Regions from separate parts of the Mus musculus genome. Here all the other regions are linked to region 4. The links are chromatin contacts, called in public HiChIP or PLAC-seq and promoter capture Hi-C maps. All regions are on one chromosome and are shown on one strand. The core of a region is the stretch at or near the end of the contact, and the rest is flanking DNA. Distances in the headings are between cores, read along the strand shown.

Region 1 (5,746 bases), core at 2,651-5,150, 270 kb before region 4:
CATTGGCCTGAAAATAATCATTATCCTGTGTGTGTCAGCCATTGATATTAACCTTAAGGAAAACAAAATACTAGTTGTCTTAGTCAGGGTTTCTATTCCTGCACAAACAGCATGACAAGAAGCAAGTTGGGGAGGAAAGGGTTTATTCGGCTTACACTTCCATACTGCTGTTCATCACCAAGGAAGTCAGGACTGGAACTCAAGCAGGTCAGGAAGCTGGAGCTGATGCAGAGGCCATGGAGGGATGTTCTTTACTGGTTTGCCTCCCCTGGCTTTCTCAGCCTGATCTCTTATAAAACCAAGACTATGAGCCCAGAGATGGTCCCACCCACAAGGGGCCTTTCCCCCTTGATCACTAATTGAGAAATTGCCTTACAGTTGGATTTCCTCAACTGAAGCTCCTTTCTCTGTGATAACTCCAGCTGTGTCAAGTTGACACAAAACTAGCCAGTACACTAGTCCTTAGGACAGAACTATGCATTGTTAATCAGGAAGTACCAGTAATAATATTTGTAATCATTTTATTTATTTACTAATCCTATGTTGACCATATATATATTAGAAACAAATGTAACTGCTTATGAGCTGTTTTATTTTGTCATTCAGGTAGTAACTTCCCTTCATGTGTTTTGTATTATATAGCATCCTTAAAACATGTTCCCAATCAAAAGACTGAATTAACATAATTATGCATCTTTTCGTTTTTTAATTGAAATATTCATTTTTGATAATTGGTACATAGAAATCCAAATTTGTTTCCCTCTCACTTCCATGATACTAATTGAATAATAGATGTTTTTCTCACCGATATGAAATGCTACCATTGAACTCTTGATTAAGCAAGGCAAACTAAACACACTGAGTTTATATCACCCAGCCTCCTCTGAAAGTCTAATTAAAATAATAGACACATTACAAGCAATGTGGAAGCTAGGTGGTGGTGGCGCGTGCCTTTAGGGATCTCTAAGAATTGGAGGCCAGCCTGATCTACAGAGTGAGTTCCAGGACACCTAGGACTACAGAGACAAACCCTGTTTCAACAAAACAAAAGCAAAAACAAACAACAACAACAACAAAAACCAAAAACCAACCTAACAAAAAAAAACAAAAACCAACCAACCAATCTAATAAATAAAAACCACCACCAATCTCACCAATAACAACAAAAACAATATGGAAAAGGCATCAATAAACAGAAAGAATGTTACTTAGAGGAAACTGAGAAACCCCAAGAAAGTGTGAACATAATTACTGCAATGTTGTTCAAGAGGAAAGGTGAGCTAGTTTGCTGTACCTGGGACTACATTAAGTGTGTGTGCGCGTGTGTATATGTTGACAGATTAAAACACAACTGCTGCCGGGCAGTAGTGGTGCACGCCTTTAATCCCAGTACTTGGGAAGTAGAGGCAGGCGGATTTCTGATTTCGAGGTCAGCCTGGTCTATAGAGTGAGTTCCAGGACAGCCAGAGCTACACAGAAAAATCCTGTCTCAAAAAACAAAACAAAACAAAACAAAACAAAACAAAACAAAAAAAACCCAAAACCAACCAACCAAACAAAACCCCACAGTTGTTGGGCATTAAAATAAGATAATAGAAATAATGAATGTTGGCTAAACATTAGAAATACCAAGATTAGGAAACTCACTCTGAAAAAAACCATCAGAAAGGCATAAAATTGTCTCAGGCTTTGTGAGGTAAAGTTATTTGTAACCTGGATTTCATACTCATTCGTGATGATTTATTTTGTCTAGAGAAAACACAAACTAGAGAAAGTGCATTTTCAGAGGGCTCATATTTTCCTGACAGTCTCAGGAAGTCACTTGGGTTCTAGTCCCAGGAGAGAGGATAAATGACAAAGACTGCAGGGTCCAGGGAGGAACTGAGGAGGCCTTGGTATTAGGGTGAAGAGGTTTATTTGGGGAAAATATCCAGAAGGAAATCTTTCTAGCGAGAAGCAGGAAGTAGCAGATTATCAAGATATTTCCAAAAGGTTAATTAAAAAAAAAGAAAAAGAAAAAAAAGGAGGCCATGAAGTTGGGAGAAGTGTGTGAAAGTAGATCTGGGAAGAGTTAGGTAAGAAGTGTGTGTGTGTGAGTGTGTGTGTGTCTGTGTGTGAATATGATCAAAATACATTGCATACATTCATGAATTTTCAAAGGACTAATAAAATATATTACATTAAGTAGGGTATTTTCATGAAAAAAATAAAATAATGAGCATAATGGATAAGTTTGACTATATTAAGTGGACATTAAGTCTAGTGGGAAATAGGAGCTTAATTCGTGAGTGATTCATAGAAAGCTAGACAAATCCAATGGAAAACGAACTCCGGAAGGAAGGGAGGAGCACTGTGACAGGAAGTAGGATGTGAAGAGGAGCACTGTGGCAGGAAGTAGGATGTGAGGAGGAGCACTGTGACAGGAAGTAGGATGTGAGGAGGAGCACTGTGACAGGAAGTAGGATGTGAGGAGAGCATTGTGACAGGAAGTAAGATGTGAGGAGGAGCACTGTGACAGGAAGTAGGATATGAGGAGGAGCACTGTGACAGGAAGTAGGATGTGAGGAGGAGCACTGTGACAGGAAGTAGGATGTGAGGAGGAGCACTGTGACAGGAAGTAGGATGTGAGGAGGAGCACTGTGACAGGAAGTAGGATGTGAGGAGGAGCACTGTGAAAGGACCACTTTACCTGACTTGGTGAGTAATATCTTCATGATTAAAATGTAAAGCAGGAAATATTGATTTGATATTCCCTGAGACATAGATGCAGGGCTTGCACTGTAGATTTACCAACTGGCACTGGGGACCCCATGGTAGCTTAAGCTATGCATTTGACCAGCTGTAGATTTCTGTGGCTCATTGCCTCTGGCAAAAGGAGGCTTCTTTGAAGAGAGGTGAAAGCTACACTTTTCTGGGAGTATAAAAATAAATGCTTAGAAGACAATTAGAAACTACATTGACTAGGAAAATCAGCCCCAGGATTCTTGATGTGAAGACTCCAATTTCATTCTTGCCCATTATATGGCTACAGGTGGTTTTATTTGACCTTCAGGGCGAGAGTAAAACAGGACGTGACTCACAGAACTGTTGGGAGAAAGACAGTTAATGTGTGTAAAGTAGTTCACAGAATGGAGGCAGCAGCAAGCGTTGGCCACTCTCTAGGCTTTGATTGCATGTCCTCTGAGGGTCCATGTGTCACTAATCCATGGTACTACTGAGGTAGGTAGAGGGTTGAGCCACTAAAGGGTGGGGTCTCCTGAGAGGCAGGTAACTCATTGCGGGGATTCCTTGGAAGGTGGTTGTGGGGTTGTGCTCTTTCCTTCTTCCGTTCTTTACCTCCTGGTGGCCCTGAGATGAACAGTCCTCGTTGTGTCATGTGTCCGCCCCACCCCACCCTCATACTTCAGACACGATATTCTCCCTCACTGTTTGCCCCATAACAATGGGCCTGAAACCCATGGTGGCCTGAAACCTCTAACACGGTGAGCCAAAGCAAAGGGTTGTCCCCTGCTCGCTCTTCTCTGGAGACCTCATTGGTGACTGCTTGGCCCTTCTTTGCTCCGCTCAGTCCTAAGCAGCTCCACCCTGCAGTACTGTCTTCTCCTCCTCCTTCAAACCAGCAGTGTGGTGTCCGTTACCGTTTTACAGCTTTAAAAACAAAGGAAGGAAAATAAGAAGAAAGGGCAAGGCAGAGGAGGGCAAGGCTTAAGGTAAGGAAAGAACTTCAGGTTCTTGTTCCTCATGCTAAGATCAAGGCTCCTGACTGTCACGGGCCTGGGGGGCAGCAGAGGAGTTTCCATGGGGGTGCTAGTGCCATCCAGAGAGGCTTCCCATGGGTTCAGGTCCTGGAGAACAGTCCCAGATGGCTGAGGCCATTACTCACTAGCCTAAGGCAGCGCAGCCCGGGCCCCCATTGTTCCCGGAGATAAAGTGCTTAGATCAAGCCTGTGACAAAGGGATGCTCTCCCAGCACTAATTAGCTTCTGAGTAATTTCTAATCCAACTCCAGTTTCAGCCATATGTAGGTACAGATGCACTTTACACATTCCCTCTCCTCCCCATCATTCGGACATCTTTCCTGCCACCTGCCCCACGCTTCTGTACCCGTTTGCTTCTGCTCATCTGATTTTTTCTCACAAAATAGTTTAGCATCAGCCTCAAGGCTAGCAGCAGCTTTGGGAATTGTATCCTGCCTCCCTCAGCGCAGTGTGGGGCTGCCAGGGTCCCCTCGTTCAAGTCAGTCAGAAATCCAGAAAGAAGCCCTGTCTGTGGGACGGCAACATGCAGGTGTGGGCAAACTGAGGCAGATGTGGCCATGGCCGGCTGGCTTCCCAATTCACTCTTCTTAACTCTTTTTCTTCATTTGCGTTAAAGACATCGCTTCAAAATTACATCCAGAAATACCTTTCTCACCTGGGGTTCTTTAGTGTCTTTGATACCCTAGGTCCTCTGTGGGTACTTTTGTTCCTGGTTTTTTGTTGTTGTTGTTTTGTTTTGTTTTTAACTTCAGAGAGGTGCATGCTTTCCTGTTTAGCTTGTCTGTGACTCAACCATCATAGCTGTACCATGGAAATGTTCACACCCACTGCTGGGTCCACACGTATTATGTTTGGTGTGGTTGCTCTCTGTTAGTACATATCACAGAGCCCTGAGAGTCGTGGCTTTGGAGTGCTAGAGGCCTGGGTTAAAACTGGGTCTCCAGTTCTTACTAGGTGTAGAGCTTTAAAAATATTGCTTGGCCTGCCTAAACGTAACCTTTTGAGGATGAAAGGTAGCGGGAAAGGTCCTACCTGTGGTTCAGTTGTGAGAGCAGAAACCACTTGCCCATGGCAGGCCTGTGACAGGTGCTGTGGTGACAGGTGAGAGTTCCTCACAGGTCACGTGTTTTGACATATGGTCCTCTGTTGGTGAGGCTGTCATGGGAGACAGTCTACCCTAGAGGAGGAACCGGCAGGCCTTTGATGGCTATCCTGGCTTCTGGTTCTGGCCTGTGATCTTGGTCTCCTCACCCATGCTGTGTGAGCTGTACCTGCCTCATCCTCTCACTCTGTGGACTAAGCCTCCCTCTTCAGACTACTTTCTCTGTCATAATGGACTGAACCATTGGAAGCTATGAGTCTCAAGTCAGTATTTTCTCCGTCAGGTTATTTTGGTCAGGGATTTTTGTCAGGGTGACAGGAAAGGCAACCAACACTCCAGGAATAGTAATTATAACTGAGAAATGTTTTCATTTTAAATCATCCAAAGATAAAATTCAGTTTAATTCTATTTATTGAGACTGACTTTTTAAAAAAGTTTATCTATTTTATGTGTATGTGTGTAATGTAACTCACTATCCCAGACACACTAAAAGGGCATAGGATCCCATTAAAGATGGTTATAAGCCACCACGTGTTTTGTGGATTGAACTGAGGACCTCTGGAAGAGCAGTCAGTGCTCTTAACCGCTGAGCCATCTCTCCAGCCCTTATTCAGACTCCCCCCAGAGAACCAAAGGATATACTTCTTTTTTAAATGAATATTTTCTTTATTTACATTTTAAATGTCATCCCCTTTCCCAGTTTCCCTCCCTCCCAGAAACACCCTATCAAACCCTCCCTCCCCCTACTTCTATGCGGGTGTTCTTCTACCCACTCACCCACCCACCCACTCCCACCTCCCCTTATTGAGACTTTTAAAAACGGAATTTAGTGAGACCATGAGTTCTTATCTTGGAGGATTTCTTGGAGGGCATAATCAATTAAATG
Region 2 (6,208 bases), core at 122-2,621, 360 kb before region 4:
AACTTGCATTTGGACCCAAGAGTCACAAACAAAAAATAAGTCCTTGCTCAATTATGGTGTAGCTACAACTGAGAGGAAGGGTGATTGACTATCTTCACTCTGTGATAGAGGGATCTCAGCATACCAGGGTCTTAGCAAGAAGCACTGGGTAAAAGCTAATGGTCCAAACTTCAGGAAAGTGAAAGGGGCTTGAGCTTCCCATCAGCCCTTTCACAGGATGCTGTGAGCCATTTATGTGAAGTTGCCCCACGTGAAAGGAATTAATTCAAAGTTCACCGGAGGAGAAAGAGGCAGGGAGGTCCGGGAAAGAACTACTTCTACATTAGCGGTCAGGATATCACAGACCCTAGACAGGATGGAACAAGACTGTATAGCAAAGAAGATGTGCCTGTAAGGGGAACCTTGGAGTGGAGGGAAAGACAACAGTGCAGAACTCTTAGTAATAAGCTTGATTCTGGAGTCTTGTCATCTGGAAGCACGTTCGAGTAACCGTTGAGGTTTGTCAGAGACTGTGAAGAGCTGTGTAGTTCCTGTGGGCTAAATGTCCATGTGATCAGCTACAAGCTCGGCTTTCTTTAGTTCCCATCACCCTTACACCAGAATCGGTGTTCCTTGTCTAACGGATCCTCTCTAGCAATCCACCATTCCATCTGGCGTCCACGTTACAGGAAATCCAGCTTGCTATTGCGGAGATTCGGTAAGCTTTGATAATAGCAAACACCTATGCTCTATCATCCCCAATTAAAAAGCAAATCAACATGGAGAAAGATGAGAGGTTGTCTTCTGTTGAGTTCTGTAACACAGTCAGGATAACCCGGAGGCTGACTGCCTAAATCATCTCAGCAGAAAAGTGTGTGGCTGCTCAGAGCCCAGTGGGTGAAGACTCTGATCACCTTTCTGTGAGTTTCTGACTTCTAGTCTTATGACTCACAGAGTCAGTGAGGCCACGTCGGCTCAGAGTATACATGCACAGACTGAATATCATAGCATGCAATTTCCGGTAAATTAACTACCCTCACCTCCCACCCCCAGCCGTGGAACTAACTTGTTTGTTCAAAGTAAATTCTCCGAAGGCTGTCTCCGCGTTTACAGACTCCAGGTCTGCAGAGAGCAGCTGACGACTACCAAGCCACTCAAGTAAGGGTTTCCCCAGTGTTCTCTGGGAATCAGCGCTTCATCCAGGAGAGGCCTCGTCAGACAATTAGCCGTTACCTCCTATTGTCTCTTCCTTTACACAGAAGAAACTAAGTGCGGGTTTTCCTTACATTTCTCCACAGATTGAGAGCATCCACACAAGTGCACAAGAAGGTGAGAGGTTGGGAAAGCCAAAGTGGAACCAAATGTGGAGGTGACTGTCGATGTCAGGGAATGGAATCCCAGGAGGGAGAGCAGAGGTGCGGCCAGGGACAGTGTAACCTGCTGAGCGCAGCTGTGGGCTCCACACAGGGACTAAAGAACGGACGGGGTTTGCTTTAGAGTTTTTAGCCCCTGGACAGACTTGTGTGAGCACATTGATTCTTTACAGAGCCCTTAATTTCTATGTGCGTCAGCACAGTGGAGTGTGTTTCAGACACCGCAGGGGATCCGGTCTCTCTCAACAGAAGTTTTAGTCCAGTCCAGGGTCTTATTTTTCTCTTTGCAAGAAGAATGTTGTGTGGTCTTCCAACAGAGTGGATTTAGCTCATGAATTCCCGCTCTGCACAGAGGTGAGGATTCGGCCGCTCACATGCGTTTCCAACCTTGACCTGTAGGGTTCTTTGTCGCCGTGCGGCAGAGTCTTTTCATATTAATACCAATTTATCATTATTCCCGTTAAATGCCTTTTTTTTTCTTGGTCTGAGAGAAAGAGACAGAAAACATCTGCATATCCAGGAATATTAGCTACAGTTGGTGTCTCAAGTGAGAATCAATCTGACAGCCCCATTTGTTATATCTGGGTAGGCTTTATTATGTAGACTCCTGCATTTGAACTTTTTCCCCCTGCAAGAACTGAAAAGAGTCTCTAATGTATTCATATCATGTTTTAAAAACAACGTTTTTGAAGTAGGGAAGGGGATAGCAACTGTAGATAACATTTCCGTTCTAATAAGAGAGGCCGAATGTTAGCCAAATTTGGAACAACAGCAAGGCAGACCCTTGAGTAGAGGAGTTACTAGCTCCAGAGCCTTAAGGTGCTTATTTCCAGCTGTGCTCTTCGTCCGTGGTGTTTGGTTAGACTTGGAGTGATTGCTTTTGCTTTCCTGTGTTTACGTCACCTTTTCCATACTAATAGGCTAATAACTCGGGCCTTTTTGAGCGCAGTGTCATAATGCTGGCCACTGATGCTAAGGCAGGCCATTGTTAAACCAAGACACCATCCCCCACACTCATACCTCCAGATCTACTCCTTCCCAGCTATTAGTAAATCTGCCACCCAGGGCTTAGTAAGCTCCGTACTTAGTAAGTAAGCAAGTAAGTGACATAGTTATGGCAGATGGTCAAAGAGCTGGGTAACTGTGCTCATTGTCAGGTGGCCCTGACCTTGGGACATAGTTCCATCACTGATGCCCGACAACAACATAGAGGACAACCTGGGTGTTTTCTTCTTCCTCCTGCTTTCCCTGCAGCATTTCATAGATGGGTCTTAGGTCTCAGCACCAGGAAATGGGAAATAAAACAGGACTCCAGTTCTGAGGACCGGGTGGTCAGCCCGCAGTTGTTCATGGGACTCTGTGAAAGTCCAATAAGTTTATTGTTTTATGTCAACATGTTTTAGCATTTCCCAGGTGAGTAATCTTCTAGAAAGCCTCTTGCTTGCTGTAGATTTGATTTTTAAAGCACTCCAGAGCGGCAGTGCTCATATTTCCATGTCAATTAAAATAAAAACGTGTGAATTACGGCACTCACAGGCCTTGTCAGATGTAAATAGAATTGTGATTTTTTCCCCCTGCTCCTTTGTGAGTGCCTCTGTCAAATTTCTCTGGGTCTCTATCGCTTTCCCTTAGGGCCCCGACTTACCTATTCTTGACTGCTTGCCTTCGGTTCATTACATTTCTTGTCCTGTTATTTGAGCACCTTTTCATTCATTCATTCATTCATTCATTCATTCATTCACTCATTCATTCATTTATTCACCCATTCGTTAGTTCAGTCATTTGCTTTTCAGCTGAAACATACTGACTCACAAGTCTCTTCCCTGACTTCCCTGTCTCATGTCCTTTAATCTAGAGGAGAGAGATGCAGTCTGTCAAAGGGAACGATAAGGGTAGACTAAAAAATGTGAGAGAGATCCAAGCCGAGGTCTCTGGGTTTGACGGGTGAAAGATGAAGAGATACCCATGAAACGGAGACTCACATCTCATAGGAAATGTAATATTTTATTCTCACTATTAGACAATACAACACTGAAAGTGAAGCTTTCTTCCACAGAGACACCAAGCTGAGAGAAAAGCGCTCGTTTAGAATTCTGGAGATCAGTCAAGGTTCTCAGCATCTTCACATAAGCCCACCAAATCAGGAAGGGATTCCAGATATGAGGACCAGAAAGTTGGCAGCTTTTTGCAAACTTATCTGTACTTCCCATGCCATGTCACCGAGAAGAGACATCCTTTACCAGGTAACCTCTCTTTGAGCAGAAACAAAAAGCGAACCATGTTCAGTGTTCCGTCCATTCTGGAAAATGTGTCTACGTTGTCTGACTCCGAAGCTAACAGGACTTGTAGTCACTGCAAGCCGTGTGGTCCCAGCGGCACACGGGGATTGCATTTGCACAGGCAGATGCCCTCAGTAGCAAGAGATTAAAGGCTTTCAAGAAGCATGTAAGGGAATCTGAGAGGACCTAAAGCACAAGTCATGCCCAGAACAGATGCTGCTCAGAAACGTTTTGAGAGGCACCAGAATCTGTCCCTTGGTTGATTGATTAGTGCGATCCCATCCCCACCCCACCCCAACCCCCTGCTGCAGGAAGCCAGTTGATACAGTCCAAGAGGGCAGGCGATCGTTTTTTTCCAAATGTCTAAAGTCTAAACTCATTATCACCACTGACATCATGGTCAGGCACACAAAGGAACAGGAGATCATGACATAATGAAAAGACAGAAATTAAACCACAGAGCCTGACCCGGAAGAGAGGCAGATGGATGAACCACCTAATAAATATTTCTAATAACAGTAAAAAAAAAAACATTCCAGTATTAAAGGGGGAACACAGGTGAGTAAATCTCTTTGGGTGAAGCATGCATGAGCAAAAGGAGAAAACTAACCAAGGGATGGGGGCAAGCTATACAAACAACAACCAAACCAACCAACCAACCAACCAACCAACCAAACAAACAAACAAACACAAATTGTACTTAATTGAACTGAGAAGTTCTCTGGAAAGTGTTCCAGTACCTGACTGAGTCAGAAAGAGGAAAGATCAAGAACTTCATACAAGAACTTCATACAGATGGACTAAAATCATTGTGTCTCAGCAGTGAAAAATGAGAAAGGAAGAAAGAAAGGAGTCAAGGACCTGGTAGGATGCTGGAGCTGGTAGGATGCTGGGGCTTGTAGGATGCTGGAGCTTGTAGGATGCTGGGGCTGGTAGGATGCTGCTGCTAAGCAATTCAGTGCAGTGCATTATTGTAAAGTTCCGGAAGGATAAGAAATGAGCAGAGAACTTATTTGATGAAATAATGGCCAGAAATTCCTTAAATTGAAGGAGGAAAAACTGAACATGCAAATCCAAGAAACCTAAGAACTTTACTGAGAACAAAGTAGGAGACCCAGATAGTTAAAGTTCTAAGACAAAAAAAAAAAAAAAAAAAAAGCATTTTTTTTAAAGGAAAGAAGACAACAGCTCATTGCATGTAAATGAGCTTTGATAAAGCATAAAGCAGAAATCTAGAAGGCCAGACAGGGTGAGGTGTTGTTCACAAGTGTTAGAAATCAAGTCTGAGGTGTCCTTCAAAGATAAAGAACACAAAGCATCTTTGGGTAAACAAAAACTAAAGGAGTTATTACTGCAAGATCTTCCCAGCAGTAAACACGGAAGGAAGTCCTTTGGCAGGAAGAAATGGATGATAGTCCCACAAATCAAATTCTAGAGAGAGAATAAATTTATACATACATACAGTAAACTGAAGTGTGGTAATTTTGGTATACACGCTCACTTTTAATTCTTGTACGAATGAACTTAAATGACAAAAGCAAATTTTAAATCTATGTTAGTGAGTATACATTATATAAAGATGTGATAAGATGGGACAGTAGACGGAGCATATGGGAATAGAATTTTTATATGCCATTGAAATTAAATAGCTATAACTTTAACACATGTTATGGCTTGCAACCATAACCACAAAGAACTATCAATAGAATATACAGGCTGTCCTGGTTTCATTTCTGACAAAAAGCAACTTGGGGGAACAAAGGGCTTAACTTGGCTTGCAAATCCAGGTTTCAGTACATTATTGTGGAACTTCAAACAGCTGGTCACATCACACCGTCATCAAGAGCAGAGAAGTATATGAATGTTTGACTACTTATTTGTGCTCGGCTTGATTTCTGCACTCTTATGTAGTTCAGAAGCCCCTACTTAGGGAATGAAACTGCCCACAGTGGACTGAGTTGTCCCACATCAACTAATGTATTTAACACAACCCCCACAGACATGCCCCAAGAACAACTCAATGTGGACAATCCTTTATTGGGACTCTCTTCCAGGTGATTCCTATGTGTCAAGTCAACAATTAAAACTAATCATCAAATCATACCTTTTAATTTTACTCACAAGTTTTTACACACACACACACACACACACACACACACAGAGAGAGAGAGAGAGAGAGAGAGAGAGAGGCTTTTATACACACATACATTCTGTAAAAAGCAAATCCAACCATCAGGAGAGGAGGTGAAATCTCCAACATTGATGAGTTTGGCTGAGTTAATTTTAACCCTCATAGGTGACTTTGAGGGGTTCATGGCTTTATTGGAGAAAGTAACTGGATACCTATGGTTAGAAATGAATCTGGAGAGATGGTTAAATTGTTGCTATCATCTCACAATATAGAGCTTTAGTGGCTGATGAGCTGCTTCTTCTGGTCAGGCAGAGGAGGTGTCTGTTCCTTGTGGAGCTGCTATGGACTTGGTTGAAATGGCAGCAAAGGATGTAGAACATTGCATACTTAGACCTGGAGGTAGAGACAGGGTTTGAGAGAATCGGCCCAACTCTGAAGTAAATTCT
Region 3 (5,941 bases), core at 1,088-3,587, 320 kb before region 4:
TCTTTTACATAGTCAAGTACCTCAGCCGGTTAGATGGTGTTGCCAACATCCAGGACAGATCCTTCCATCAACCCCATCAGTTAGATGTCTCTAGAATCACCTTCATGTACATGTTTCACAAGTACCTTAGTCATCTCTTGACCTGATCAAAAATGAACCCTCGATATTCCCATTTTGAAAGTGTCAAACATGAGACCGAGGCCAGTGAGGTTGACTAAGATCATACAGCTCAGAAAGGCAGACTGAGATGACCGAAACCTGCCTGCTTTGATCAAGAGGGTACACTGTGTCATTGTATCACTCAGATGACACACCTGCCATCACAACAAATACACAACACAGTGTTGAGAGGACCCAGGAACTCTTTAGCTCCCCTGGGGAGAGTTAATTGGAGACAAAGCCTTTCAGGATCCCACTTTAGCCTCTTGACTTTCACACACAAATCCCTTTTCTTACCCAGTATGCTAACGTACAGTAAGAATAGCAGATCCAGGACTCCAGTCTGCAGTCAGTTGGGTGTGATTTGAATTCCAGCTGGGCCGTTTATCACCCATGCCATTGAAGGTGAGTTATTCTCTCTGAGACTTAGTTTCTTTACACGTACAATGGGAATAAACCCTCCCAGGGTTGCTGCTGTGGATAATTAATATGATTTAGGTCATATACACACAAACACATAGCCGTGTACATGCACATGCGCAGAAACCAGCCTCGTGTGTGCTTGTAAATCAGACTGTCTTTCGGTTCATGTGTCTCTGCCATCCAACAATCCAGTGATGCCAACTCTGTTCTGGTGACTCAAAAAACCTGGATAAAAACCAATGTGAGCCACCTCATAGCTCTGTTTTATTGTCATAATGAGATCCTTGATGTCACTATGATGTCTGTCTGTCCTCAAACCCATGCAAGAGGGAAGGAGTGTGATGATGTGGTTGGTGTCTGGGGACCGGAAACTCTGTCCACCATTCTCTCAGCTCCAATGGTTGGTGTAAATTACCCGCTGAGCTGTTTGTAAATCAGTTTTTGCTGTATAAAAACAAAGTCTCCAGGTTCCTAGAAGGAAGGGTTGGGGGCTGCTTGGTAAGGGAGCAAGCTAGCAGATCTGCATTGAGCCCTCAGGCAAGGAACGTGACCTTCACCAACAGAACAGCTCAAAAGGACAAGATTCTGAAGCCCTGTTTGTTAGGATGTTGACTCCTTGGTCCTTTTTGCCTCCAAAGGTGGTGACCTCAGGAGCTGGGCAAGAATTAAAGGAGAGAGGAGATGGTTTCCTGAAGGGAATTGAGCCAGGATTGTCTTCAGATCCAAGGGGGAGAGTTAATTGGAGACAAAGCCTTTCAGGATCCTACTTTAGACTGTTCACTCTCACACACAAATCCTGTTTCCTACCGTACATGCAAATGTACATTAAGAGTAGTAGACCCAGGACTCAAGTCTGCAGTCAGTTAGATGTGGTTTGAATTCTAGCTGGGCCATTTATCAGTCATGCCACTGAAGGCATGTTATTCTCTATGAGACTTGGTTTCTTTACATGTAAAATGGGGATAAAACCCCTGGGCTACTACTGTAGATAATTAATATGATTGGGCCACTGCACTTAGCATAGCGTCTGATATGTAGTAGAGTTTATATCACTTTATATTACCTTATATCCTTTTGTCTCTCTGCTCTCTGTTCTCTTTCTTTTTACTTCACAAATTTAATGCATCAGAACTCAGGAGAAAGAATAGGATCGCAGGCAACCACACACCCACAAGACAGCCTCCTTGAGTAATGAGACAGAGACTCGGGAGACGTGGGGATGCGCACCTCCTGAATGGGACCAGTTGGTTCCGCAGGAGTCCCTGAGGCTTGTCTGCGGTATCACTAAACTCCAAATCAGATGGAAACCTTCATGAACGTGAGAAAGGACTTAAACATAGGAAAAAGACATTCAAAACAAGCAAACTGCTCCTGCCTCTTTGCCGCCTCTATGACAGGAGGCATGGAATAGGGACAGAGTTAGTCACTGGCTAAATAATGCTGACAGCCCAAGGGCTGTTGGTACCCAAGGTTTCCATCATCAAAGGCCACAGGGCAATCATTCACCACAGTCTGAAGGAAGGAAAAGGTTATGAATAACCCAGTTACCCTCTTATGAAGGGGCTCCTTTTCACATTCACACCCCCAAAAGCCAGGACTCTGCTGGGGATCCTTTCTGCATGGCTGGTGCCTCTCTGCTGCCCTGGGCAGGCTAGGGAGCCATTGCAAAGCACTTGACATTGCTCTGTCTCTGTCTTTTCATCCTCTGTCCACCTCCCACCCCCACATCCCCCTAACCCTCCCTCCTTTGTGCAAATCTGTTTTCACCACAGGAGCACATGCTGCCTCCTCAAGCTACAATGCTACTTGCTAATTCAACGATTCATCTTTAATGAGGCCCCCTGCCAATGTTTAAACAGCATTCAGAACAAAGAGGAGGCAATATTTCCCCAACAGCTGCTATGACCGCATCCTCTCCAGAATATCAAGGAAAAAAAAATCCACAGAGATTTCATAATGGGGAAAAAAATCACGTGACGATTGTACGTTGAGATAGTAGATATACATTATACCTATACCTTTCTAGGTGGATATAAATAGAGACAAAGTATTACCCTTTGGGGTACAGGGAGTTTTAAGGCAAAAAAAAAAGTTCTGTTGGCTTCAGACAGTGCCACGTTAGGGAGTTTTGGGGTTTTGGTTGGTTGGTTGATTGGTTTGGTTCTTTTTCAGAGTTGTTTGGGTGGGAAGCATAGGTGCTAGAGGGAAGGGCATGGTCAGGAGTCAGAGAAAGGTCTGCCACTAGCTTCATCGTGTCCTGCCTCTGCTCTTTGTGGTGCCCCCTGCTGAAGAAACGTCAGTGCAATGCATTTATTATTGACACATTAGAAAAGGGCAGCCAACACCTTTGTTGTTGTTGTTTTGGGGTTTTGTTTGTTTGTTTGTTTTTCGAGACAGGGTTTCTCTGTGTAGCCCTGGCTGTCCTGGAACTCACTCTGTAGACCAGGCTGGCCTTGAACTCAGGGCAACCAACTCTTGTTCAAATTCAGACTTATCTGACACCAAAAGGGGTTTGCTGAATCTTTAGGGTCTGGGCTGCGTTTGGGGAGGGCTGCCACCAACCTCTAGCCAGTGAGAGCCCGTTATATCACACATTAGAAATTTCAGCCAATGAGATGCATTCCCACCAGCTGCCCCAACCTTACTCCTCAGAGTCCCACGGCAGGGTAGTTCTACCAGTGAGACCATGAGACTTATGTGTCTTATAGAATAGGGACTTCATAAAAGGACACATGTTTGTCTTTTTATCATTTTTTTTAAATGATTCAAACTAACAAAGAATAGAAAACCCACCCCTCACAGGACGACTAGAAATAAGGAATATGTTTTAGTAAGCTAGTGACCTCTAACCCATATAAAAAGTGGAATCAACTATCAACTAAAAATTACCCAAGTGATGCTCCTTTGAAATGCTGATAAAAGTGTACCCTGGAAAGATTGCAGCAAGAAAAAATAAATAGTTTGAGGCCTGAGCTCAGAGAAAGAATGCAAAGAAACCTCTGAATTATTAAGGAGAGATGGTATGTGTGTGTGTGTGTGTGTGTGTGTGTGTGTGTGTGTGTGTGTGTAAGAAGGGAAGGGATAGAGAAGCCGGGCTCTTGTGTATTCAACAGGCTGCTTAGTCTCCCGTTTGGCATTACCTATTTCCGAGTTGATTTCCTCTATCAGCAGTGAGAACGTTGTTGATGTAAGTGTGAACAGGTCTTTGCTTTCCGTGGTCCTATTTTTGTCAGAAAGCATCTGTAAATGTCTACAAAATAGAGCCAGGAAGCATAGAGATAGTGATTGTGGAATTTGTGTAAAGGGGTCAGATCATTGCCGCATGCTATTTTACACTTTTAATTTTATTCAATTAATATCTTCTACAATTTATTTTCAGTTAGAAATGTTTTCTTATTTTATGATTTTGAATATTTTGCTGTCATGTCCTTTTGTATACCGCATGCACACCTAGTACCAGAGAAGCCCAGAAGAGGGCGCCAGATCCTGTGGGACTGGAGTTACAGCTGGTGGTGAGTTGGTTGCCTTCTGAGTGCTGGGACTCAAACCAAGGTCCTTTAGAGGAGCAACCGTCTTCTTAGTTGCTGAGCCATCTCTTCAGCCTCACAAATTAGCGTTTTTATGTCAGCATGCAGGTTAATGTATTTCATTGTGGCATTTTCAAAGACGCAGGGCTCATGCTTCGTGGTTTCAGCACTAGATGCAGTCCTATTGAACTAGGTGTTCCGGGATAATTCTGCCATGGTGGTTTTTGTTGTCTGTTTGTTTGGTTTTGCTTTTATTAAGTCTCAAATCACTTTTTTTGAATATTTTTAATTATGTACTATGACTTCAACCTTTTTAGAAGTAGAGGCAGAAGCAGGCAGAGCTCTGTGAGTTTGAGACTGGCTTAGTCTATATAGTTCCAGGCCAGCCAGAGCTATAAATTGAGACTCTATATTGAAACAAACAAACAAACAAACAAAAAAACCCAGCAAGTTTTGTGACCATGTTTAATCAGCAGACTACACATTATGGTTGAAACCATTTCATTCACTATCAATGGGTGCTTGTCATTCTCTTATAAATGGCATTATTTCTTCTGGAATGCTGGGGTGGAGTGGAATGCAAGCTAGAGATAGATTAGTTGGGGGGGAGGGGGAGGAATCTGGAAAGAATTAGGCTCTGGAGTGCTCACCTTCTAGAAGAAGCCCCTTGTGAGTCCTGGGACATGATCTGTCTTTCTAATGGATCTGATTGATCTAGTCATACTACCTAAGTTACGCCCCTAACTGACAAGGTGAAGGTGGAGCCAGTGTGGAGAAGGGTCTGCCTAGAGCAGTGGTTCTCAACCTTCCTAATGCTGCAATCCTTTAATTCAGTTTCTCATGCTGTGGTAAGCCCCAACTATAAAATTATTTTCATTCCTACTTCATAACTGTAATTTTGCTGCTGTTATGAATCACAACATAAATGTCTGATATGCACGATATCTGATACGCGACCCCCAAAGGGGGTTTCAACCCACAAGTGAGAACTGCTGGATCAGAGAATCTGGGCTAGGAATGTTGGGCTGGGAAATCTTTCTCAAAGGAGTTATTGCTTACTTGATATGAGGCAGAAAAGGTCATATGTTGGCTGGTTCACGTTCTAGGCAATGAAAAGAAGAAACACATTCCTGGCAGAGGAGATCAAGCATCTGACTGCCGGTGGGTGGCACACTTAGGGAACAGCAAACCATCCATTATGATAGGGGATGAAGAAGTGACATGAGACTCTGGCAGGGGTATGAGGTCTAGAGTTTGAAACCATGGAGAAACTCTGAAGGATCTTAGAGGTGAATGGTGGCCAGTCAAGTCTAAGGAAGCAAATGAGACAGGGTAGTAAGCAGGCAATGAAAAAGGAGCAATATTTAGTATATAACCAGCTATACTGACTGCTTCCTTGACAATCGTGTCTTAGGGTTTTACTTCTGTGAACAGATACCATGACCGAGGCGAGTCTCATAAAGGACAGCATTTAATTGGGGCTGGCTTACAGGTTCAGTGGTTCAGTCCAGTATCATCAAGGTGGGAGCATGGCAACATCCAGGCAGGCATGGTACAGGAGGAGCTGAGAGTTCTACATCTTCACCTGAAGGCTGCTAGGGGAAGACTGACTTCCAGGCAGCTAGGATGAGGGTCTCAAAGTCCACACCCACAGTGACACACTTACTCCAACAAAGCCACACCTCCTAGTAGTGCCACTCCCTGGCCAGAGCATATATACAAACCATCACACATCGAAAAATTAATTTTCTTCTTACAAGCCTTAAAACTAGATATTGTAGCTGAATAAAGAAAGACCTGTCAAGTTGCTAAGGGAATAATATACAGTAGAG
Region 4 (5,784 bases), core at 2,206-4,705:
ACCCTTCGTTTAGGATTAAACATAGCTTTCAAATTAGGGTTTGAGTTCAAGGAAGGTGCTCAGTCGCTGGGAGAGTAAGCGAGCCATAAAAGGCTGGCCCCAAGTTCCCACATAAAACGGAATCCAACCAACTACACCCCTGCCCTCTTTCCCGCTGCCAGAGAGAAAATAATAGTAATAATAATTTTAAGAAAAACTGGAGACTGGCAGCGACAGCGTTGGGTATACTTTTAAAACTAGGTCTAAAAAACTTTTTTCTGCGAGGTCAGTCGATGCACTGCCGCTACTACTGACCCCAAGGCTAGGGCGCACAGCCGAAAACGCCTGGTTCAGAGTTGGGGCCCATTGAGGTGCAGGGAAAATCTACTGAGTTAGAAGCTAAGGGTGAGACACCTCAATTTATCATTCCTGATGCTAGCGGGAGAGTGTCGCAAGTGACAGATGGAATCCTCAGTGCCGGCTTAGGGGGGGAGGGTTTAAGGGGTCCGCTTACTTTGTCATTCTCCACAAAGTCCACGAAGGCTGTGCGCTCAATCTCCACCGGCTGTCCCTGCCTGTCGTAGAGCGCCAGGACAAAATGAAAGAAGTTGGATTTCCTCAAGTTTGAAGGAGGTTGCTTTTCAAAATGGGCCCGGGACAGAGCAACTCCGCTGCACAGGAAGTGTTGGGAGAGAGAAACAGGACAAGGGGGAAAGACAGAAAGACTGGGTGTTAGGCAGTGACTAACATGCCCAAACACATTGCAGAAGGGCCAAGGGACTCAAGACCAGAAACCTTCTGGGTCTTTTCCACACTCTCTCAGAGGGGTTGCAATAGGCACCTTGCTTCCGCCACCCCGTTATACAGCCACCCAGAATCCTGTCACCAGACGGCTTTTAGTAGAATAGAAAGACCAGGGCTGCCGGCGAAGTCTTAAGAAGCGCTGCTAAACCCCAGGTGCCTGCCCGCAAAACTCAAAGCTGTGACTCAGATGTAAGGGGATAGGGTTCTTTTGCATTTGAACAAGTGACCCCTTTTAACTCCTGGCTAGTGAATTTTTGGATCACAGACTACAGGATAGGAAGCCTGTGGAGTCCAAGCCTCTGTCCTCAAGGTTTGCCTTACTCTACCGAAATTTGCATCCAGGACAGTGTCACTGCAAAATCCCCTACAGTCATTGCTGGGGATAACGGGCCAGGGTTGAGGACTCACTGCTGAGGACCTTCGCCCCCAAGAACCGCTCCACGTGTCAAAGCCAGAAGAAGCCAGAATGTTAAGAGACAGCAGCGCCCCGGCCAGAGACTCGGGCGATCCGCGCTCGAGTGTTTTCTCAAATTCCCTGACTCTGTATAGCTGGACCCAGAGCTTGCCAGAGCCTTGGATGCGTCCACAGGACCTCCCTATATGCCTGTCTCTGATAGTGCCACATTTGACTGAAAACCTTGTGGAGCCGGCGAATTGACAGATGGTGAGGGCAGCCTGGTGGCCCTGAGGTCTTCTGGATTCTTGTGCTGGGCATGGTCTCAGTCACTTTTTTGAAAGTGTATAATTTTCGCTAGACCACCACAGACTGCTGTTTCGAACTTTAATAAAGTACATTTTATTTCGGACGGGAAGACTGGAGGGAAATGTTATTAAGCCCCCGCTAAGGAGCGGATCTGCGGAACTGTCTTGGTTCCCTCGGCTTGTCACCGCCGGAGCGAACCCCTAGACCGCTTTCGAGAGCCAAGGCCTCTGCGAAGTACCATCTGCTTCGGGGACAACTGAGCATTCGGCTTCGGAGGAGTGGCAATCGGGTACCGCAGCTGCCACTTCAGGCATCCGGCTTGCGGCCTTTGCTGCCACTCCTTGAAGGGTGGCAGCCAGTTCGCTCTACCCGGGACACCTGGAGATGTGGCCTATCTGCAAAAGGGGTCATTTCTCAACGTGAAGTCCGGAGATTTAAGGAGGTTGGCGCAGAACGCAGAGCGCAGAGGAAGAGTCGAGAGTCCTGGAAGAAATTTGTGGGTGTCTGGAGAGGGTAAAGGAGCTGGCTCTTGTAGTCTGGACACGAGGGCCATGAATCTCAGTTCAGTAGCGACAGTGAGAAGCGGGACTGGAATGTCTTCGTGGGATGGAACCCTAGACAAATTTTAACCATCCGTAAACGCGAAGATTTGGAAACAAAATCAACTTGAGGAACCCGCAAAACTGGAGGGTGCTCTTCTCTGCGGCTCCATTTTCTCCTCTTCCCCGACTACTCCTGTGCTTCGGTCCATCCTCGGCCTCTTCGGTTTGTCTGTCCCACTCTCCCTCACCCAGGACTCGCTTGCATGTCCCCTTTCCTAGAGCTCCCGGCCGCCTTGCTTTCCTTGCAGCCCCTCAGGCCTCTCCGGATCCTCTCGCCGCCGCCACCATCTGGCCGCTGGGCTCCCCGAGTCTCCAAGCCATCCTGAATGATGCTGGAGGAGAGGCGCTCGCAGGAAGCGTGGGGGAACCTAGGAGTGACCGGAAAGCCGGCTCTGCCGCTGCGCCGGCTGCCAGCTCGGATCTTCACGCGCCACTCCGCTAGAGTCCAAGAGTAAACGCCACGATGTGAGCTTGAACGCTACTTTTAATAAATTTTTTTTGTCCTCAAAGAACGGACTGTGGGGAGAAACACCCGTGACCTCGGTAGTTCAGAAACTACAGTGTCGACTGCGGGAAAAGGGTTCCCCTAGTCGCAGCGACCTGCCCGCCCAGGGAGAGCCCCAGTGCGCACAGCCAGGGAGGAGAGACAAGGACAGAGAGAAAGAGAGGGAGCAAAGGGAAGAGATATTCGGGGAGACAGACACAACCAGAGACTTTCAGAGCACAACGGCTCCAGTCTCATTACCTCTGAGCCGCGACATTGGCGTCCACCACGCCGACATTCCGGACCCAGGACCTGACCGAATCCATCTCGGCACCCAGCGACTTGTCTTTCAGAGCTGGTCCTCTTCCTAGCGTATCTTGAATCCCAAACATTTAAAAAGTCTGGTCCTCTACTGTCGCCTTAAAAGTGACTTTACAACAACACCGTCCTCACTCTCCAATGCTGCCAGCAAATGGTGTTCTCCAAAAGCAATCCGAGAAAGGCGGCAAGGGCCGAAGTTTGGGGGCCCTCTTGGAAAGAAATAGCCAGCCCGTTCCTCCACGCACAATGCAAAGTTTGCGTTTTTTATCCTCGGTGGCTTCAGATCTGCCGCCTCGGGGCTTCCACTCTAGGTCGCCCGCATCCTTCCAGCTGCAGAACGTTCTCCAGAAAGTGGCCACAATTTGGAAGCATCACCTGTTCTGGGAAAAACAGGAGGAGATAGATAGCTGCCTGATCTCTCCCCTTCCTCCTTGTTCCCCCCTCCCTGCTCCTCCCCACCGTTCCGATATAGGAAAAAAAAAAAAAATCCCCAACAGGATCAGTTGTAAGAGGAAGGGGAAGACCCGGAGCGGGGAGGAGGCGGTGGCTGAGAGCGCCGCAGAGCCGGGCTGCTGCAGCGCGCGGGCCCCATGAATGGTTACTACAACCCAGGCCGCGGGAGGCGGAGCCGAGGCCCGATAAGGAGCCTCATTTGCATGGACGCCCGGGATTGGCCGGCTCTGGGCAAGCTGGGCGGACGTCCTCCCGCGGCGTTAGCCAAGCTTTGCTTTGCCCGAAGTCCGGGAGGTGAAAGGCTACAGCAAGCCACAAGCACCGAGTCCCGACCAGAGTCCCGAGTGTTTGGCCTGAGTGGGAAAGGGGGTCCCCAAATCCTGCACCAAAACAGAGTAGCAGGACTCTGAGAGTTAGGATCATGATGGTTCTTTCCGATCGCGGGAGCAGGAAGCCAGCGCGGATTTGCCTCTAGATGCAGGTTTTTTGTCGCCTGCGGGAGACCCTACAGATTCATTCCCGGGGTTTGGACCTGTGACCACCTGTATTTATGCTTTTCGCAAACACTACCCTCAGGGCATCCGTCTTTCTGAACCGGTCTACCAAGTCTCAGAGAGTTCCAGGGAAGCAATCATTTCGTGCGAAGGCCACAAGTGTTAGAAGGAGAGGCGAGATGAAGGAAGGAGAGAGCGGAGTGTGGACGAATGAGGCTCAAGTGCAGTTTAAATAAATATACTGTGAAGGGAAATGGTGAAGGAGTTAAGGAAAACAGCCCCGGGAGGGCGGGAGTACGCACCTTTGCAGATAGGAGAGGTTGCTGACAGCTTGGCTGGCTGAGAACTGCGGGATGAAGTTTCGAATCCTCCCCCCTTTTAAAATCTCCCTCCCCAATCCCTGAAGGCCGGGGAACCCTGCGTTAGAGACACGAGGCGTCTGTGAAGAAGTCCTGGAAACTTTGTCCGCCGAGCGCTGTGGTCGCGAAGGTTGGTGGTCGGGAAGCCGAGGCTCCACAAAATAGCTGAAACCCTAGACGGCTGGAGGTGCCTATTAAAAAAAAATCCTCCTGGCTGGGTGTTATTTTCTTGCTTCTCTTTTTGTATTCTGATCTGCGCGTAGATCTGCTGTTGAAATCTAGAACGCCAGCGCGAAAACAGATTTGAAGACAATGAATGCAAATCTGTGCTCAAAGACCATCTGCCGTGGAGCAGACAATCAGCTGCGCCGCGGTTCGAGCGACTGCACCCGAGCCTCTCAGCATCATTACAGTCGGGAGTCTTTCCTCCCGGCTCAGGGCTCAGGTTTGAGTGTCAATTGACTCCTGACCGGACCCCCTAGCTGTAGGTGAGCGCTCACAGACGAGCTGCGAGAGTTCGCCGCTAGAGGACACAGCGCCTGGGGTGCACGTTTGCCCGGCGAGCGAAAAGGAAGCTTGCGCTTTCAGAGACTGCTTGAGTCTCCATTGAAGGGGACCTGAGCACGTCACTTCACCTCAGGGGCAAACTGTGACTACAGACTGCGCAGGCGGGATGGTGCTCCGGAAGACTTGGTCTCTCTCTACAGCAGTGACTGACTTGAAAGCTGGCTGGGGCTCTCTTTGCACAGACTGGGGAGGGGGGCTGGAGTCGCGTTGATGGTGTACCCTAACTCCAGGTCTTTAATTTCAGGCTTAAAGGGGAGGCAGGGTGGCTTGAGGTACAGTTGAGTGTAAGAAAATAAGAGGCCTAGTTGCATTCGGCAGTTATCCAACAAAAGAGGGAGGGTGGGGGAGAAAATGGTCGAGATAAGATCCACCTCTGCTCTTTCAGCTGCGCAGTTCAGTTACACAAGACTTTACGGATAATTGCGACCCCAGGAAAAACTAACCACCCAGAGTCTTCGAGCTGGGCCTGCTCGTTTTTGTTTTGGTTTGGTTTTAGTTTTAGTTTTGTTTTGTTTTTGTTTTTTTTAAGTCTGCTGAATTTAACTAATCTCTTGTCCTTCTTTCTTGTCCCGGCCATGTTCCCAGCTGGGCAAGGCCTCAGGTTCCTCGGTGAAGAGTGTGGACCAGCCAATGAGCCCTCCGACGTGTGGATGAAACGGCTGGCTTTTGTTTAGTTTTGTTTTAACCTCCCCAAGGAGACTTTGATCAGCTCCACCTCGAAAATGTTCGCGAAAGATGCGGAGAGCCTGAGGGACTGCGGGGCAGCAACGGGCTCCGGCCTAGCCCGGCCCGCCGGCCCCCAGAGGCTCCAGGTTAAAGGGCAGAGCCAAGGTCGCTGACGCCTCTTTTCTCACCAGTAACAGCTGCCGCCCAAATTATACCCCTCAGGAAGCGAATGAATTGTTCCTTTCTCCTTGCTCCCTGCTGCCTTCTCCAAAGCATACTGTCAGTGGCGTCTCACCTCCCTCCTTCCCAGTGACAAGTTCAGGGGTGGCGGTGCCCTGCTGGAAGATAGTGT
Region 5 (5,711 bases), core at 2,715-5,214, 400 kb before region 4:
CAGCTTGGCAGGCCAGTGAGTTTGTAGGGCTTTCTTTCAGAAGCATGATGATGCCAAAATATTTGTGCCATTGAAACATCTCATGCTACATAAGGTGGCATAGACAGTCCCCGCCCCCTTTAGTTAACCTTCCTTCTGCCTCCATCACTATCCATCTCCCAAGACCACATGTAGCATAACACGGTTATATACAGCTGAGAGAGGAGGCAGAACTGAGTGAGTGGGTGGAGTCTTGGGTCTCGTGACCCTTCCGACTCCTTTCTTGTATGAGGGTACATTGGCAGGCCCAGTCTAGTGAATATGGGTAGTCCCAGCTGCCCTGATTAAGGTGACAGCAGTTCTACTGTACCCTGAGAGCAGAGTTCCGTGACAGAGTTCCCGCACCGTTGCCTGATCTTTCCAGGAGCTCAAAATTATTTCTCCACATAGAATAGAGAAGAGCTTCATGTTGCAAAATTTGCAAAGCTGGCCCATTGTCTCAGACCTTATGAGCAGATTCAGGGACAAACATCTGTTCTCTGTCCCTCCTATTTGCCTGTCATGTGCTGATTTAGTGAACACGTCATCACTGTCCCCACCTAAATCAGGCAAATGTGTAGTGAGGAAGGCCAAGGACAGACAGTTCTATGGCACGGCATGGAAACCTCCCCTCAGGTTGGCTGTCATCAATTAATCACTTCTCTGAGCCGTCCAAACGCTTACGAGTCCATCTAACAACATCAGCGCTTAGCTCAGATTTCTAAATTTTGTCCAGAATGCTGAAATGAAAGGCTCCATCAAATGCTTTCTGGAAACACATGTGGATGCAGGCAGGTAGAGGCCAGTCAACCTTAGTGTTGCAACTCAAGAGCCTTCTCCCTTGTTCAATTTTGGGGCAATCTTTCTCACTGGCCTCAAGCCTTCTGACTAAGTCAGGCTGGTTGGTCAGCAAGCTCCAGGGAATCCTCCTGTCTCTACTCCCCTGCAGTGGGACTACGGGCTCTTTACTAGGGTTCTGAGGGATCAAACCTAGTTCCTCTTGCTTGAGCACCAAACACTTTATGGGCTGAGCCTTCTCCCCAACCCTCCCCCAAAGTCCTCTTAGACGGTGCTCTGGAGATGATATTAGCCCCACTCATCTTTATAGAATCCTTTCTTTTTATCTTTTCCTGAAGACTGAGACATAGAGAGCCATCTCCACTCCACTAAGACCCCTTTCCCTCTCATGGTTGAACAGAAAGGATATATACAATTTCAATTTTATCATTTCTACACGACCCAGGTGGAAACTTGAACTCATTGAGAGTGAAGACAGCTAACTTTTCCTCTTCTCTCTGATTTCTTCCCTTTTCTTCTCTCATAAGAAGATCAGCCACTTTGAGGTAAGACAAAAGGAAAAAATCAAATGGAAGCTATTTTTATCCACGACCAATTAGCGTTCAATCCCAAGCACAAGGCTTCCTTTTTAAAAAACTTGTTATCTATCTTCAAAAAGGACCTCTGGGGCTAGGGAGACAGCTCAGTGCCCGAGAGCACTAGTTGCTATTCTAGAGGTCCCAGGTTTAATTCCCAGAACCCACATGGCAGTTCACAGCAGCCTGCAACTCCAGTTAAAGGGAATCTGAGGCCCTCTTCTGACCTCCACAGATACCAGGCACACATATGATGCACACAGATACATGTAGACAAAAATTCTAGTCACATATATGTATATATAAAATATATATATATAATGATATTTTTTAAAATAAGGCCTCTCTCATCCCACTTCTGAGCTAAAGCCTACAGAAGATCTTCCATAGAGTTCTGGAAGTCCATGGACCAGCTAGCCTAGGGCATGCATCAATGAACAAGAAAGATAGAGGGCAAAGACAGACATTGAGGTGACTGTATATGCAGGCATGTATACATGCACACATACACACCACATATAGACACATAACATACACATATATGTACACACAGAGACATACACACTCACACACACATACTCATAGACCTACCATACACACATACACATATACATCATAAAACAACAACAACAAAAAGATTTTTAAAAAAAGAATTCAATGATTCAGGATTTTATTGCCTTTAATGTCCTCAATATCTTAAAGGATATTAGCCAGCTTCTATTCTGCGTAACATAGTCTACCCTCCTTAGAGCACCTGTTGCCTCATGAGCTTCTTTCTAATGTCCTCTGTCTACACCGCTCCATGGGATGGATGCCCACCAGCCTCACATGACTGTTTAAACTTAAATGATTAGAGAATTTTGAAAGCCAGTTGGTCATATCCAACCTGTTTCAAGTGCTTAGTCACTACATGGCTGCTGGGTCCATTGTGGAGTACACAGACACTGAACGTTTCTGTAGACCCAGCAAACTCTACTTGATAGCGCTGGGCTAGGTGATCCTCTCCAGGAGGAAGATGAAGGGATTGGACACACAGAGTTGGCATGCACCACTGTCCTTGCTCACCACTGGAATCCTCTTATGTCTTTGTATCTCCGACAATTGCTACTTTGCTTTATTGCTTGAGACTCCTCCTGAGATGGTCTCTTTTAAAACATGCAAGCCATTAGTTTAAGAAATCCTGAGATTCACAGTTTGCATACCAGTGGAAACAGGCATCTGAGTTCCCCTGTGGCCACATATTCACCACGCCTGGCAGAATGCTGGCATTTACAGAGGCTCAGAGTGCGGGCTCCAATCAAGGTATGGCTGAGCTGGCTCCTTAGCCTCTGAAACAGTGCCCTCCACAGGTTAAACAAAAAGTGCCACAGTGATAAGCAAGGGGGGGGGGCGGGGTAAGGAGAAGCTGGGTGTGGAGGTGCTCACCTCTCAAGCCAACATTCCAGAGGCCAAGTTAGTCCAAGGGTAGCCAGCCTGGGTTACATAGTGAGATCCTGCTTCAAAACACAAACGGAAGCAGAGGGAACATCAAGGAGATAGGGAGGGAAGAGGGAAGGGAGACACAGAGATTCCACACAAGAGAGACATAGGATCGGAAGTAAAGGAGGAAGAGAAGAGACAGGAAAGGCATTGTGTCACAACATTCCAGACCCCAAAAGGACCACAGCAACCATTTGATGAAACACCCTCACGCTACTGGATAAAATATGACCGTTCCAGCTGGTTTTCAGTATAGATCTGCTAGTGTGTGCGTGTTTGTGCATGCGTATATTTGTGTGTTCCTGCAGGTGTGTGTGTGTGTGTGTGTGTGTGTGTGTGTGTGTGTGAAAACTGAGGTGAAAAGGCATAGGATAAGTGACTTGAAAGGTCACAGAACTCAGGAGCGTCAGTGGAAAGATGAGAAGACAGCCTACCATCCAGTGCCCCTCACCCAGGCTCTGTCTTCCACACAACATCCTGAGTGTATTGGGGAGGAGGAAGAAGAGCAGAGAAAGGTGTGTGTGTGTGTGTGTGTGTGTGTGTGTGTGTGTGTAAAGAGAAGTCCATTTGTGTCTCTGTCTCACACCACTACCACATCTAGCTTTTTCTGTTTTGTTTTGCATGGCCAACATGCTTGTGAGAACTGAAGCATCTCCCCTGGTTTTGAATACTAGTGCCCTGTAAGCAGAGGAAACCCGGCAGTTACTTTGCTGCCCACTCTGAAATTCTTTAAGGCATTCCCATGTATACTTAATTTTTTTTTAGCTTCCTCTCCCCTATCTCCCTGAACCCCATCTCTGTCGCATGGTTTGACCCCTAGCATTTCCCCTTGCACTTGAATATCGAATTCTAATTGGCAGGAGGCCAGGGCCAGACTGCCCAACCTGCTGGGAGCCTCTGCACTAACTCACAGAAACAAGTTTCGTGTTCCGTGGTGGCCACATGTTCCTCGTCAGCCTGCCCCAGATCTAGACTGTTTGCTCAAATATCCTGACATTCCTAAAATTTCACCTGGCCTAGAGTATAAAAACACAGCGAAACAGACTTTGACAAGGATTTAAAACAGATCTCTCAAGTGACTTCATCCCTAGCCCCCTCCTCCTCGTAGCCTAGACAATCAAGAATTAAAGCAGGGGACTGAAGATAGTTCACATTCTCCTGGCTTCTAGAAAACTCCCCGGGGCCAAGAACTTTGGCATAGGAATGTGGAGTTTAAGGTCACACAGATCTGATGTCAAATAGTTTATCGTGTATGTGTGTTCCTATGATTAGGATGCATGCTGTCTCCCTGACACCGTAGACAGTATCAGCTGCACGTAAGGATGGTAAAGACACTACTGTAGCATGGAACCAGGGTGCCTAGAGGGCATGTGATCTATGAGTGTGAACTACATGTGTGGCTTTGAGCATCTCTCTCTCTCTCTCTCTCTCTCTCTCTGTGTGTGTGTGTGTGTGCGTGTATGTGTGTGTGTCCATATGTAGAGGCCAGAGGACTATCTCAGCTGTCATTCCTTAGATGTGTCCCTTCCTCAAGCCCCCTCCTTGACCTGCTCTTTAGAGACAGGGTCTCTCACTGGCTTTGAACCGCCTGGGGAATCCACTCCCGGTGCTGGATTAAAGCACACTACAGCCACACCCACTCCATCCAACTCTTTTGTTTTCCTTTGTTTTGTTTCGCATCACTTCCGCGGATGGAATTTGGGTCCCCATGCGTGCAAGGATTGATGTATTTCCCCAGATTTTGAATCTTAAGATGCCCTCTCGCACCAGCAATGTGGCTGTGCCCTCATGACAAGTCCCTTGACGATCTTATTCTTCTTATCTGTATCATGGAGTGACTTTTTCCATAGACGTGAGGACAAATTGAGATAATGCAAGTCCCATGCCAGGCACAGGACAGGCACCTGCTATACATTAGCCGTTATTATTTCCTAATGTCCTGTTTCTTTACATGTGCCCCGGAGTCCTTGGGGGGCACCAAACAAACTGGTTTAAAGTCCTTGGTCAGATCACCTGCCGGGGGCAGAGCTGTCCGCTGTCCTTTCGATCTCTGACATTCCTACCCAGGCTCCAGTGGGTTCAGAGAGTCAAGCATCAGGTTTTATGAATCTGAGATATTTGAAATATTGTAGGAGACTGTCAAAGAATACTTAGGCCACTCCAAAAAGGGGCCGTTCTTAATTTTCATCTTTCCTGCGAGTCAGAAAGATATATACTCTCCGCATAATGGCAGTTTCCTCGTTCTGAAGTTCTGGCAGGTTGGTGATACAATAAACAGTGCCCTGTCATGAGGAGTGCATAAAACATGGGCTGACATTCCTTTACAAGTAAAGAGAAACATGACTGCGGCAGATGACCTTTTGCGGAGGGCACAGCTGTTTTGTGTGGTTAGAGGGACCCGTGGTTTCATACTTAGGGGCTACGATATACGACTGGCTTTTCACAAAGTGTTTCCATGAGAAATTACAGTACGTTCCTGAGGGAAGCACCCCAGCTCTCGGCATTCTCGTTAGGCAGGCACAAAGGTCGCTTGCTCTCTTGATGTTTTCCAAATGATAGTATGGTGAATGCATGCTATTTGGAAATTCTCGAGTGTGGGAAGTGAGAGTGGTTTTGAGAGGGTGCAGGGGTCTCTTTCTTCCTGCGGGAGTTTCATCGTGGGGCTCCTGTCAGGTTGGGGACCTCAGCTTAGGAAGAGCTACTGGAAGTGCGATGCTTTTCAAATGATAGGTTTGTAAGAGATGCTAGATATATTTTTTTATTTTATCCACAGGCGTTTATTTCTTATATAAGATGTTACCTGCACAATAAATTAAAATAGACATGAAAATATCACTGGTC

The links. Promoter capture Hi-C pulls out the DNA fragments that hold promoters and counts their contacts. HiChIP or PLAC-seq counts read pairs in DNA pulled down with a chosen protein or histone mark.
Region 1: a contact with region 4 is called in an H3K4me3 HiChIP or PLAC-seq map of craniofacial prominence, with 2.7 times the contacts expected there. The contact joins the enhancer-like site here to the promoter of Ebf2 in region 4. A contact is called at or near these places in 3 of 39 promoter capture datasets (3T3-L1-derived adipocytes, cranial neural crest and hippocampal neurons), 3 of 115 datasets of contacts at active chromatin or transcription factors (craniofacial prominence, embryonic hindbrain and embryonic midbrain) and 2 of 9 other capture datasets (macrophages and pancreatic islet).
Region 2: a promoter capture Hi-C map of cranial neural crest shows a contact between it and region 4. The contact joins the enhancer-like site here to the promoter of Ebf2 in region 4. A contact is called at or near these places in 14 of 39 promoter capture datasets (the C10 cell line, HPC-7-derived erythroid cells, cancer-associated fibroblasts and 9 more), 1 of 15 datasets of contacts at CTCF or cohesin (embryonic stem cells), 9 of 484 Hi-C or Micro-C datasets (brown adipocytes, cerebral cortex, cochlea and 6 more), 15 of 115 datasets of contacts at active chromatin or transcription factors (craniofacial prominence, embryonic basal ganglia, embryonic forebrain and 9 more) and 1 of 9 other capture datasets (adipose tissue).
Region 3: a contact with region 4 is called in an H3K4me3 HiChIP or PLAC-seq map of embryonic hindbrain, with 4 times the contacts expected there. The contact joins the enhancer-like site here to the promoter of Ebf2 in region 4. A contact is called at or near these places in 5 of 39 promoter capture datasets (cranial neural crest, embryonic stem cells, hippocampal neurons and 1 more), 9 of 484 Hi-C or Micro-C datasets (embryonic stem cells and stem cell-derived germline stem cell-like cells), 16 of 115 datasets of contacts at active chromatin or transcription factors (craniofacial prominence, embryonic basal ganglia, embryonic forebrain and 9 more) and 3 of 9 other capture datasets (adipose tissue, embryonic stem cells and liver).
Region 5: an H3K4me3 HiChIP or PLAC-seq map of embryonic limb bud shows a contact between it and region 4, with 5 times the contacts expected there. The contact joins the enhancer-like site here to the promoter of Ebf2 in region 4. A contact is called at or near these places in 13 of 39 promoter capture datasets (the 3T3-L1 cell line, Sertoli cells, cranial neural crest and 8 more), 2 of 15 datasets of contacts at CTCF or cohesin (pro-B cells and stem cell-derived epiblast-like cells), 8 of 484 Hi-C or Micro-C datasets (adipose-derived mesenchymal stem cells, embryonic fibroblasts, embryonic stem cells and 4 more), 15 of 115 datasets of contacts at active chromatin or transcription factors (bone marrow-derived macrophages, craniofacial prominence, embryonic basal ganglia and 10 more) and 4 of 9 other capture datasets (adipose tissue, embryonic stem cells, liver and 1 more).

The regions. Positions count from the first base shown.
Region 1 is chr14:67,505,360-67,511,105 of GRCm38.p6, reverse strand. No RefSeq gene overlaps it. Among named protein-coding and RNA genes, the nearest start is that of Gm38409, 31 kb to the right of the region's middle. Within about 2 kb of position 3,900, at least 12 of the 459 cell types and tissues checked have an H3K27ac peak or open chromatin away from gene starts, as enhancers often do.
Region 2 is chr14:67,589,179-67,595,386 of GRCm38.p6, reverse strand. No RefSeq gene overlaps it. Among named protein-coding and RNA genes, the nearest start is that of Gm24981, 25 kb to the right of the region's middle. Within about 2 kb of position 1,371, at least 8 of the 459 cell types and tissues checked have an H3K27ac peak or open chromatin away from gene starts, as enhancers often do.
Region 3 is chr14:67,547,062-67,553,002 of GRCm38.p6, reverse strand. No RefSeq gene overlaps it. Among named protein-coding and RNA genes, the nearest start is that of Gm24981, 17 kb to the left of the region's middle. Within about 2 kb of position 2,337, at least 10 of the 459 cell types and tissues checked have an H3K27ac peak or open chromatin away from gene starts, as enhancers often do.
Region 4 is chr14:67,232,315-67,238,098 of GRCm38.p6, reverse strand. It overlaps Ebf2 (early B cell factor 2), which reads right to left and starts at 3,455. Exons shown (of 16, transcript NM_001360202.1): 1 at 2,834-3,455; 2 at 494-650. The coding sequence starts at 2,964. It overlaps Gm20675 (a long non-coding RNA gene), which reads left to right and starts at 4,904. Exons shown (of 2, transcript XR_874748.1): 1 at 4,904-4,996; 2 at 5,352-5,683.
Region 5 is chr14:67,632,599-67,638,309 of GRCm38.p6, reverse strand. No RefSeq gene overlaps it. Among named protein-coding and RNA genes, the nearest start is that of Gm24981, 69 kb to the right of the region's middle. Within about 2 kb of position 3,964, at least 6 of the 459 cell types and tissues checked have an H3K27ac peak or open chromatin away from gene starts, as enhancers often do. A contact at or near this core is called in embryonic limb bud and second pharyngeal arch cranial neural crest, where this site is marked.